Linked DNA regions of Rattus norvegicus: region 1 is linked to region 2. A link is a contact called in public Hi-C data. All regions are on one chromosome and are shown on one strand. Each heading gives the region's core, a stretch centred on a gene start, on an enhancer-like site or on the middle of the called end of the contact. The rest is flanking DNA. Distances are from core to core; before and after follow the strand shown.

Region 1 (5,577 bases), core at 2,052-4,551, 510 kb before region 2:
CAAAACACCATCCATCCATCCATCCATCCATCCGTCCATCCGTCCATCCATCCGTCCATGCATCCATGCATCCATGCATCCATGCATCCATCCATCCGTCCATGCATCCATCCATCCATCCAAACAAACAACCAAACAACCAATTAATCAACAAATAAAGCCAACCAATTAAACTAACAACAGAAACCAAAAGAGAAAAACCAATCAACCAAACAAGCCACCAAAACCCCCACCCTTCCTACCCTCAAAAACCATGAGCTCTCGGGGGTCTCAGGCCGGTGAGAAGCAGAGTCAGGTCACTCCTCGTGCTCTGCTTTTCCATCAGCTGCCTCTGTGGCGGCTGCCCTGCAGCCCAGCTCCCACCCAGTGCAGGAACGCCCGTCTCTGACCAGTGTGCACCTTTGCCTCCTCCAGCTGGGTTTCAGCCCATTTCCCCCAAACCCCCACACCCTTTCAGATGCTTCACTTCAGCACCCACAGTTTTCTCCCATCAGTCACCCACCAATCAGATCGAATGTGTTGACTTTTCTAAGACTGCTCCTGTCAGGAGCCTAGTGTGAAGTATGTGAGTAGGAAGGGCGTTGCTGGCAGGACCTCCATTAATCTTTCTGGTAACAGCTAAGTTCCTGCTTTGGGTCTTTGGTCTTGGGCCTCTGTTAAGTGTCCTAGAGCCTTCTGGAATGTAGGCGTGCACCTTCTCTTTGGCTGTAGCTCAAGACTTGCTCATTTTTTTCAAGTTGGCCATGTTCTCCCCTCCTCTGCTTACCCAGATAAGGGAGGCTCATCATTCAAAATAAATTCAATGGCCACACCTGCAATTTAGGGCCTACTAGTCAATCCAGAATTCATGGATCCCACTTAGTATAGTTCAATTATCCCTGTACCTCAGACCCTCTAGGGCAATAGTTCTCAACCGCCATTGCGGGGCGTGTAATATCCTACATATCAGATGTTTACATTACAATTCTTACATTTTTGGTTGTGAGCCTAGCCTTTAACAGCTGAGCCATCTCTCCAGCCCTACATTACAGTTCTTAACAGTAGCAAAATCACAGCTGTGAAGTAGCAATGAAATATTTTTATGACTGGGGCTCACCACAACGTTAGGCATTGTATGAAAGGGTCCCAACATTATGAAGTTTGAGAACCATTGGGCTAAGGAGTTTAAAAACCGGATGGCATTTTGCTTGGTTTGAACCTGTGCAGATCTTGTGCTTGCTGTTACAGTCTCTTCGAGAAGGGGAAGTAGGCACCAAGTCCCACCTCCAACCAAGAACCTATTGGCAATTGTTAGCTTCTGGGAAACGGAAAATCAGTTTTCTTCCATAAAGTGACACTGGGCATATCAACCACACCCTAGGGCAGACCTCCTGCTTAGGAGTAGCTGGTCAGCACAAACTGGACTCCATGATTTTATTTTGGGATGGGGGAAGACCAGTGATTAAAAGCCTGCAGAGAGGCCTACTAGCTGCTCTAAGGGAGCAGTGAGGAAAGCGTGGGGTGAGGTGGGGCATACAGGTCAGGAAATGCTTTCTGTGGCGTTGACCTGTAGTAGACCTGAGTGATGAGGCGTGGGGCTGGATCATGATGGCAGGGTTAGATGGTGGGGATGTGTTAACTGTCGGTCGGAGGATGCCTTCCATACAGATTGAACCCAGTGCCTATGCCCAGCTTTCAGTCTTACTCTCCAAGGTGTTCTTTGCTCTCATCCTAAGTTGTTGAGGCAGAGACCTGATTTTGAAATTGCCTTGGTCTGTCTAGAGGTAACTGAGCGAGTACCATCACTGTTGCAGGGAACTCTTCTCCTGTGGGGTCCCCTCTGCTAGAACCCATGTTCCCTGGCCTGCAGGATAGGTTAGGGAGCTAACACCACTGATCTGGTGGACAAGAACAACAGCTATCTATATGCCCCAACTATGAGTCAGGCTGGCATAAGTGTGACAATGGGCTGGATGGTGTGCAGTGCAGCACAGAGAGGTCTAAACCCCACCACTAAGTGCATGTCACTAACATGAGGGAGGCTGCTCTCTGTGTAACCCAGGATGAGGCCCGGGTTCTCCCTCCCTCCATCTCTATCCAGGTTAAACAGTGGTCTCCTCTCTTTCCTCCCCCATTCCAGCTTCCAAAGAGGCTGAATTTGTTCTGCTCCCCTTCTTGCTTCTTTCCCTTCCGGCTGCCTTTACTGCTCTGCACTTTATAAGGGATAGAGGGCTCAATGCGCAAGTTCAGGTGGAAAAGAAAAAAACAAATCAGGAATTCCATCTGTATTAGTAACATCTTAATCAGTTCACCAGCTGCCAATACTGTGTTAGGTGTAAGTAACAGGTAGATGTACCAAAGGGGATGAGAATGTAATTGTCTCCTTCACAGCCCATTCAAGCATTCAAGGGGTAGCTCACATGGTGTCTCTTTTGTGTTCCTGTGTTATATGTGTGTATACATGTGAACTGACACATGTGAACATACGTGCATGTGTGGAGGACAGAGGTCAATGTTGCTTCCTCTCCACCTATTTAATTTTTTTTTTTTTTGAGACAGGGTCTTTACTGAGTCTGGAACTCTCTGATTAAGCTAGGCTAGCACTAAGTACATATTTAAATATTTAAAAATATGACCACCACCACCACCACCACCACCACCACCACCACCACCACCACCACCACCACCACCACCACCACAACAACAAGAGGCCAAATAGATGATTGCTAAGCCACTATAAATATTTGTTGCCTTTGTAGGGGACCAGGGTTTGCCTCCCAGTACCCACATGGTGGCTCACGACCATCATAACTCTCCGGTTCCAGGAGGTCCTACACATGCTTCGAACTTCTCAGGCACCAGGTACACAAGTGGTGCACAAATATGCATGCAAGCAAAACACTAAGTCACGTAAAAATAAATTATAATATAGGGAGAATTATTATAAACACACAAATCGAGCAAAACAACAACAGTAAAAATATTAAAATCCTGCTTAGCAATTGGGAGATGAAGTTACCAATGAGGTCCCTGGTGGTGGAGTTAAGGCTCCTTGCACAGGCGTAAAAAAATTGATGGGCAAATAAATGGTAGATCAGTGTCTACTGGGAAAGGCTGCAGGTTTTGGAGTCAGGCAGATCTGGGTTTTGTGATAACTGGCAGTATTATCTTTTGTATGGTGGGGGCGTCCTTCCCATAATACCACAAAACTCACTACCAGTAAAGCACGGAGTCAGAGACTGTCAGAACTCCAGGGAGGGCGGGGTTTCTGTCCACTTCCTGAGCCTTCTACCGGAACCGGCGCCACATGCCCCGGAAGCAGTTGTTGAGCTCTTTCGGCGGGTCTGTGTGAGAGTAGGGGTACGGACGCCATGCTGCTTTCTGCCGTCTCTTGTAAGTCGGTGTCAGGCGGCAGGGTCTGCAGCGTGGGGCCGAGGCGGTGACTCGCAGGTCCCGGGGTGGAGCCCGGTGGGTGGAGGACCTGGCGGGGCGGCTGCCACCCCGCGGCGGGCCTCCGAGTCTGGTGAGGAGGCGGTGGGAGCTCTGTCGCCCACTGCGGGGGTGTCCGGACAGTGTCTACTGGCAGCTGTGGTGTATTATCCGGCTGCCTGTCTCCAAGCTGACGTCCTGGTTAGAGTGTTCGTTTCCACCTCAGGCGACTTTGTTACAGTTTGAGAGTTCAAACAAGAGCCTTGTTACAATACAAATATTTACGCCACAGAAGGGTGAGAATAGAGCAGATACTACTTAAAAGATGTTAAGGTCACAGACAACTGTATTGATTATACACGCCCCCCCCCCCAGCATCCAAAATTGTGGATGCTTTTATTGTCAGTGTTTGACTGATATCCAGGAAAACGTTATTTTAGTGTAAACGGGGTATATGTTTTTGGTTTTTACTAATGTTGATAAGCACTTTGAAGGAAAAAAAATAACAAATTTATCCCTTTTTTTCCCTTTCAACCTTCACACACACAAGTTGCCAAGAGCAAGTCAAAGTAAGTAAAGGCTTTTGTTTTTAAAGTTCGCTTATTCCTGGTGGGATTGGTCCAGTGTTTGGTTTTGATTGCCCAAAAGTTGATTTGGGGTTATTTGGTTAGTTATTTGGTTGATGTGAACAACTTGGGAAGAAAGTCCAGATGCCTCTTCCTTTGATGGTGCTAGCATTTGACAGTTCTGTCCTGGATTGCAGATACATAAGCTGAAGATGCATCTAATACGTCGAAACCACAGAACACGTAACTTAGCAAATCAGTGCTTCCTTCTACCTTTGTGGCTAGCTGGAAGCTGAGGTGCCCATTACTAGCCTGGGGGTGGGCAGGGGTGCGGTGGGGCAGTTGGAAATCTGGCCTCTTGCAAAGCAGTGCATTTGCACTGAGGTAAGTTGAGGACTGTGCTGACTCCCTCCTGTCTCCAGGAGTGACTAACTCCAGTGAGTATTCACAGCCTTTGTGTAAAGGAGCTTTGCTTCTTGTCTCATCTCAGGGTCCTTTCAGTTCATTGTTTTGCTCCTAAACAAACCTCTAGGGGCTGGTGATCTGTTTGGCCCTACCAGCAGAGCCATTTGCCTGGAGTCTTCTGCAGGGATCTACAGATGAGCTCTGCTTTGATGAAAACCTAGAGCCTGTGTATAAAAATCAGTCCAGGCACTAGAAAGACTGCAGAGCTAACCATTAGGCAGCTGGAACCAGAGGCTAGACCAGTGCCTTGCCTTCCCCAAAGTGCCAGTTCATCTGTTCATAGTTTTAGCCGCAAGAAGATGCAGACTTAAGTTTTATGCTTCTTATAGGGCTCCTCACAGAGTAAGTACCCTATAGAGATTTGTTGAGTCTTTATGAATGAATGAATGATGTTAATTACATAACCCCCCTCCTCCCACTCCTGTACTGGGGATTGAACCTAGGGCCATGCTGGGCAAAAGCTCTCTCCCTGAATTCTCTTCAGCCCTCATATTTGTTTTTCTAAGTTTTTACACAAGACCTCACTGAGTAGCCCAGGCTGGCCTTGAACTTGCCAACTTCCTGCTCCAGCCTCCTGAGTGGTTAGGACTATTGGCCTGCACCACCAGACCTGGCATCATTGTCTTTCTTGTTTCACCAACAAATATTGTGGTTCAGGGGCACTGTTTGAGGAGTAATGTGGCCTTCTTGGCTTTATTTTGTGTTTTGAGACAGGATCTCAGTCTGTAGTCAAGGTTGGTCTTCAAGGTAATCCTCCTGTCTCAGCCTTCAGGGTGCTGGGATTGTAGATGTGAGCCTCCCTGCATGGTTGTAGTGTGGTCTCAAGTGCTTCAGATAGGTTTTGGAATGGCATGAGGAATGTCTTATGTGTCAAGGCAAAGAGGACACACACACATAGGAGAAAGTAACAGCACAAGTATTCAAAGGGCAGGGAGAGAAAGAATAAGTTTTCTGGTTTGGATGACTAATTTAAATGAAATATTTAGGTGCCCAGGGCCTGTACATCAGTGTTGTAAACTTGAGATCTCTCTATTTTGTCCCTTCCTGCTATCAGTCGGCTCTCCCAAGGCAGGCAGCCATCTTCAGGGTTGCCTTATAGGCCAGCAGTGACTACCGCCCTGTATATTCTCCCACCAGA
Region 2 (5,533 bases), core at 2,481-4,980:
CCGGGGATGTCTTCCCACGTAGGCGCCGCCGCTGAACTTAGTTTAGATAGGTCAAACTTCAAGCATCCACTGAACCCAGGGAGGCCACTTGCTGGGGCAGCTCTGCCTCTGGTGCCACAGGACTGAAAGGTGGCCTGGACTGTGGAACTTAGGTCTCCTCTTCAGGCTGGCACGGGAAACCAGCTCACGTTCCGGAGCAGGGCCAGGCAGGGATCAAAGCGCTCTCAGGCGGGCCGGGGCGCACCAAAGGGAGGCCGGCGACTTGCATCAGCACAGATTCCGTGATGCTCTGCAGACGTCTGGGGGCTGCTGGGCTTTACGGGAAGCCACAAGAAAGGAAAGGACCGGGGAAGCGGGTCCGGGCGGGGGCGGGCGAGGGCGCGAGGTTGCGCTGGCCCGAAGGCGCGCTCCCGGCGGCGCCTGCTAGTGGCTGGGCGCGCCCGGGATGGCGGAGGCCTTGGAGGAAGCTCCTGTTCCCCTTCCCCCTCCATCCCCCACCCCCGCCCCGCGTTACTGGAAGGACTGTGTGGGAGAGACCCAGAAGCTCACGATTATTGAATGCGGGCTGGGGGAGGGCTGGACAGCCCGTGCGGCTCGAAGGAAAACCAAAAGTGCGTCTATTCCTGCTGCTGTGACACGCGGTTCCTAGGGGAGGCCCCTGCGCACCCCGGCCGCGCCCCCATTTGCTCACCCCAACCCTCCAAGATTTCTCTAGGGCGATCGAGGACCCGCACAGTACCGGGCGAGGCGAGTGGGAAAGTGTCACGATTTTTTTTTCCTGTGCCCTGCCCCCGTCCCCACCTCCAGTTTTCTGGGTTTTGCTGCTGCTGCTGGAGAAGGGCTGATCCGTTTTGCGTCAAACGGCTGCATTTACTCAGTCCTGCTGAGAGAGGCGCGTAAACACTCAGGCAGGCCAGGACGCAGGGATGAAGGAGGGGGCGGAATGGGCCAGTCACCCACGGCTGGTGCGTGCTTGCGTGGACGCCTGCCCCACACCACGTTCGCCAGTCAGCAGAGCTGCACATTCTGCTGTAAGGGCAGCTGCAGAAATGCGAAGTCTGGCCACCTCGGCTCCCCACGCGCACAAGTCCTTGGGGATGGAGCTCAGGACAGAATGTGTTTTATAACTGTAAACAATGACCCCGAGTATTGTTTGGGATTACCGTATCTTGGGGCCCTTGGGGCTGCCAGATGCCGCCAGCCGTCCCGGAAACGCCGGCGCTTTATATAGAGCCCCGGGAAAGCTTCGAGTTCCCGGCTTTTATTTTTCTTTCCTAGTAACGCCCCCACTTCACAGATAAGGAAACTGAGGACCTGAGATGTGATGTGGAAGATGCATAGCGCTTTAACATCCTCAGCAGAATCCTAACAACCCATCTTCCTATTCACTCCTCAAAAGTTTAAGGATTCAGATGCACTGCTTAAGGATAGCTGAACAGCGTTGTTTCACGCTTGTAATCCCGGCGCTCGGGAGGTGGAGGCTTATCTTTGCTATAGAGCGAGTTTTAGGACACCCTGTGCAATCCTGAGACCCTACCCCAAAAGAAAAGAGTTCTTCAACTCCTGGTACAGCACTTAGCTGTACACATTGTACCTTCTCTGGGGATGATTGGCTATCCGGAGCAGACAAAGCTTTAGAAGGTCGTCTTGCCCCAAACCTTTCATTATAAAGAGGAGGAAACTGAGACTCTAGACTCGCCCAAGATCTCACAGCTCGTAAATAGCATAGCCAGGCGTTCATACTCCAAGGCCTGCGCTCTTTACCCTGAGTGCCACCCCACCCAGCAAGGCGGGAAGAGCCTGGAGTCCGGCCACGCGCGCCCTGAACTTTGCTCCAAAACAGCTCAAGGCAACTTGGGGCACACCTCTCGGCCCCCAGTTTTTTTTTTAACCCGATTTGCTTTTAAGGCCTGCTTACTACTATTAGATGCGTCCTAATTATCTAGCACAGAGGACTCCCAGAGTGTCTCGCTAGCTAATTTCGTCTTCAATATTACTTTTAGCAAATTAATTGGAAGGCCAAAACAAAAATAAATAAATAAACAGAAAAGAAAAAAGTACACACACACACACACACACACACACACACACACTCAAAGGGGAAGCAGTGGGCAGGCAGGCTCTGAGTGAAAAATGGGCAGGCCTGCCCCGCCTGGCGGCGCCGTGCCGCACCCCGCCAAGACCCGGCCGCAGGGTGGCGCGGGTGCCCGGTGCGTCCAGGACGCCCGCTGCACCGGGCGGCGCCGCTGAGGGTGCGGACGACTGCGCACGGCCGCGCCCTCCCCGCGAGCGGCTCTGCGCGCTGGGCTCTCGGCCTCGCGGTGGCGCCGCACTGAGCCGCCCGTCTGGTCTTCAGGCTGCGATTTTTTTTTTTTTTTTCTAAAACCCAGAGCCCAGGCCCGCGCGGCCGCTTTCGGGGCCCCGCCCCGCGCCCCTTCCTTTTGGGGTGGAGGTTGGGGGGGGAGGTAGGGAGGCCAGAGCGCACTCAGGAGCAGGCGAGGGAATCCCTCTCCCTCCACGTCACCCGAATGCGAGGAAACCCGCACTCGCGTCCTCTAACGCAAATGACCATCTTTGGCAACGTGCGCCAATGGAACAGACCAAGGGCGCTGCGCCCCAGGGGGGTGGAGGAGATCTGCAAGAACGCGGGCGGCTTCGGCGCCCCCGTAGTGCGGGGGCCGCCCGCTCCCACCCTCCCCGCCGCCCGCCTTCCTTGCGCGGGGTGTGCGGCTGGCGTCAGCGCGACCGCGAGCAGGGCCGGGAGGGGAGCGCCGCGCCCGCCTCCTCCCCTCCCGCTCCTCTTCCTCCTCCTCCTTGTCCCGGGCCTCCTCCCCCGCCGCCTCGAGCGCTCCTCCCAGCAAGGTGGAGTCTACAGTTGACGTGAGTGGATCCACATGGTGCGGGGCTGGAGAATAAAGAGTGTGGAGTTGAACTCGTGCCATTGTAGTGACTCATCTCGGGCAGAGCGCAGGGGCTCGGAGAGAGACAGCGAGCGGCGCTCGGCAGGGACAGAGAGAGAGAGCGCGCAAGAAAGAGGGGGAGAGAGAGGGGAGGGCGAAGCGAGGCGAGACGCGTGAGACTGGCCGGTCCCAGAGCAGGCACCGGGTGCAGGTCACTGCGACGCGGAGCCACGTCCCTCTCAGCACCGCTCAGCCTGGAACCCCACGGGCGCTGTCCCACCGGCGCGATCGGGGCCGCTGGACCGGCGCTCATCGCCTTGTCCTAAGTCAAGTGTCCGAGTCGCCGGGAAACTCAGGCGGCGAGTTGGCCACAGGAAGTTTATTCTTGGGCTCCTTTTCTAAAAGGAGGAAACAGAAGTTTCTCCCAACCGGCAGCTTTTCTTTTTCGCCCTTTTGGCGCCCTGGGAGATCGGAGAGGGAGTCCCCCAGAGCTGCCAAGCGACACCCGCAGAGCTCCTAGTCTTTTTTGCGTTGCCCATTTTTCTCCAACCCGTAGGTCCGGGCAGAGCTCGGGCTGCGCGCGGGGGCGGAAGGGCGCGCGCAGGGGAGGGACCGAGGGACGCGCCGACTTTTTAGAGGGAGGGACCCGGTGGACAACCGGTTCCGCGGAGCTTGCAGAGCAGAAACGAAGTGCGGTGCGCGGCGATCGGGGGGTCATTTCCCGAGTGTCGCTGCCTCCTGTCTGCCTGGGTTGGGTGGACAGCCCGGGAGCGAAAAGCCCAGTCCGCGGCCGGGCCGGTGGACCAGCGAGCGCGCAGCAAACTGTGCGCGGCCGCGGCGAGGGCGGGGAAGAAAACCACCCTGTTTCCTCTCCGGCCCCCACCGCGGATCATGTACCAGGATTATCCCGGGAACTTTGACACCTCGTCCCGGGGCAGCAGTGGCTCTCCTGCGCACGCCGAGTCCTACTCCAGCGGTGGCGGCGGCCAGCAGGTACGTGCGGGCCGGGGTGCACCTGGCGGCGCGGGCAGACTCCCTCTTCTCGCTCCCAGTGCCTCCACCCCCAACCTCCGTCTTTTCCCTTTCCTCGCTAAGCTAGAAAAATACTTAGGGGTCACCGCTGTAAGTTGTGGGGTTTTGTTCTGTTCCGCCCCTCCCCTCCACTTTTTTTAAACAAGCGGAGAGTGGGCTTGGAGAGCCAACGACACCCTCTCCCCCTTTTCTTACTTAATTTTCCAGAAAAGCTCATGATACTGCAGGTCCCCTCCGGGAAGCCTGTTGCCTCCTTCCGAGCCGCTCTGCCTTCCTTTTCACCTTCCTCTTTCTAGGTAGTGGATAGGCAAGAAAATCTTTGCACCCTCTAAGCCCCTCCCAACCGAAAGGACCCTGCGGGGGAAGGCTTTTTAACCCTTCTTTCTTCTGTTATTCTTCGATCTTAGCTGTTTTCTGAAAAGGCTTGGGGGCTCAGAAACAAGGCTGGGCTCCTTCAAGTGATTGGGAGTGAGGACGAGGGTTGCCTCTGGGAATTAGGTGCGAAGGTCAGTAAGGAAGAAGCTGGCTTTGATTGGCTCTTGACACCTTCTGTGATACCCCCCCTCCAGCTTCCGGTAAGGGTTGGGCAGGAGCCTGTATTTCCCCCGGAGCAGATCCTTGAGGGGCTTGGGGGTACTGGGGCAAAGAAGCTGTCAGAGAGAAGTGGGAGAGAGAGACATCACTTGGGCTCCTGAGTGGTTTTAGAAGTAGAAAAACAACTCTTTTTCTAAAGCAGCCAGACTGGTTTGCACTGAGGGATCTTGCCTGTAATCTATGTCTCTGTAGGTACTGGTGGGGCGGTGGGGGGCCGTGGGGTATCTGACTTGTGTAGCAGGAACCGCATACAAGAACTTGCGAGGGAATTGCATGCACACACAAGGTTCCCTGCCACCTGAAGCCCACCTCAGCCAGCATTGGGAGTTCCTAGACAAGCTGGCTGCAGCATGAGTTACTCCATAAGCCAATGGCTATGGCCTTGACTTTGACCTTTAGAGGTCAGGGGTCTTCCAGGGAGGGGTGAACTGAGCTGAGAAATATAGAAATATGGGTTTCTTTGTAATCTGATGAGAAAGGCATCTCTCAAAGTAATGTCCCATGTCTGAAGAGTCCTTACAAATGGCTTTTCTGTGTGTTCTCTCTACCCGCCCTCCCCCATACCTATTAAGCACCCCCTGTGGATAGCCTGGTCTAAGCGTTGAGGGTGCAGTCAATGAACCCTTACCACTGAGCACAAAATCACATCTCAAAAGTAGTTGCTTATATTTGTGTCCCTGTGCAGTTGGTGTTTTGGGCTGAATCCAAACATCATTCACCAATGGATTTAGAGTCATTTATACCTGTTGTTCCCCTACTTTCCAATCCAATAACCCTACCCCAGGTACCTCTCCTTCCCAATCATCGTAGGAGCCTGGAATTTCTTCTGTTTCTTCCACTAATGAGACCAAGGCAGTGAGCACTGACTGACATAGTACAATCTCCTGGCCTGGATGAAGTCAGACCGGACATCAGTGCCCCTACTGAATAATCTGTGTCACTAGGGCTTTGAGCCCAGGATGTAAGCAGAGGCAATTCCCTGTTTTGGAAGCAAATCAGACAGGAAA

Evidence for each region. Hi-C and Micro-C count contacts between places; a contact is called where the count stands out from the background.
Region 1: a contact with region 2 is called in a Hi-C map of the A7r5 cell line, with 6 times the contacts expected there. The contact joins the promoter of Mrpl33 here to the promoter of Fosl2 in region 2. A contact is called at or near these places in 3 of 12 Hi-C or Micro-C datasets (the A7r5 cell line, hepatocytes and kidney) and 1 of 1 datasets of contacts at active chromatin or transcription factors (oligodendrocytes).

The regions. Positions count from the first base shown.
Region 1 is chr6:30,551,711-30,557,287 of GRCr8, reverse strand. Mrpl33 (mitochondrial ribosomal protein L33) reads left to right here and starts at 3,301. Exons shown (of 4, transcript NM_001398587.1): 1 at 3,301-3,372; 2 at 3,959-3,977. The coding sequence starts at 3,351.
Region 2 is chr6:30,037,466-30,042,998 of GRCr8, reverse strand. It overlaps Fosl2 (FOS like 2, AP-1 transcription factor subunit), which reads left to right and starts at 3,730. Exons shown (of 4, transcript NM_012954.2): 1 at 3,730-3,893. The coding sequence starts at 3,792.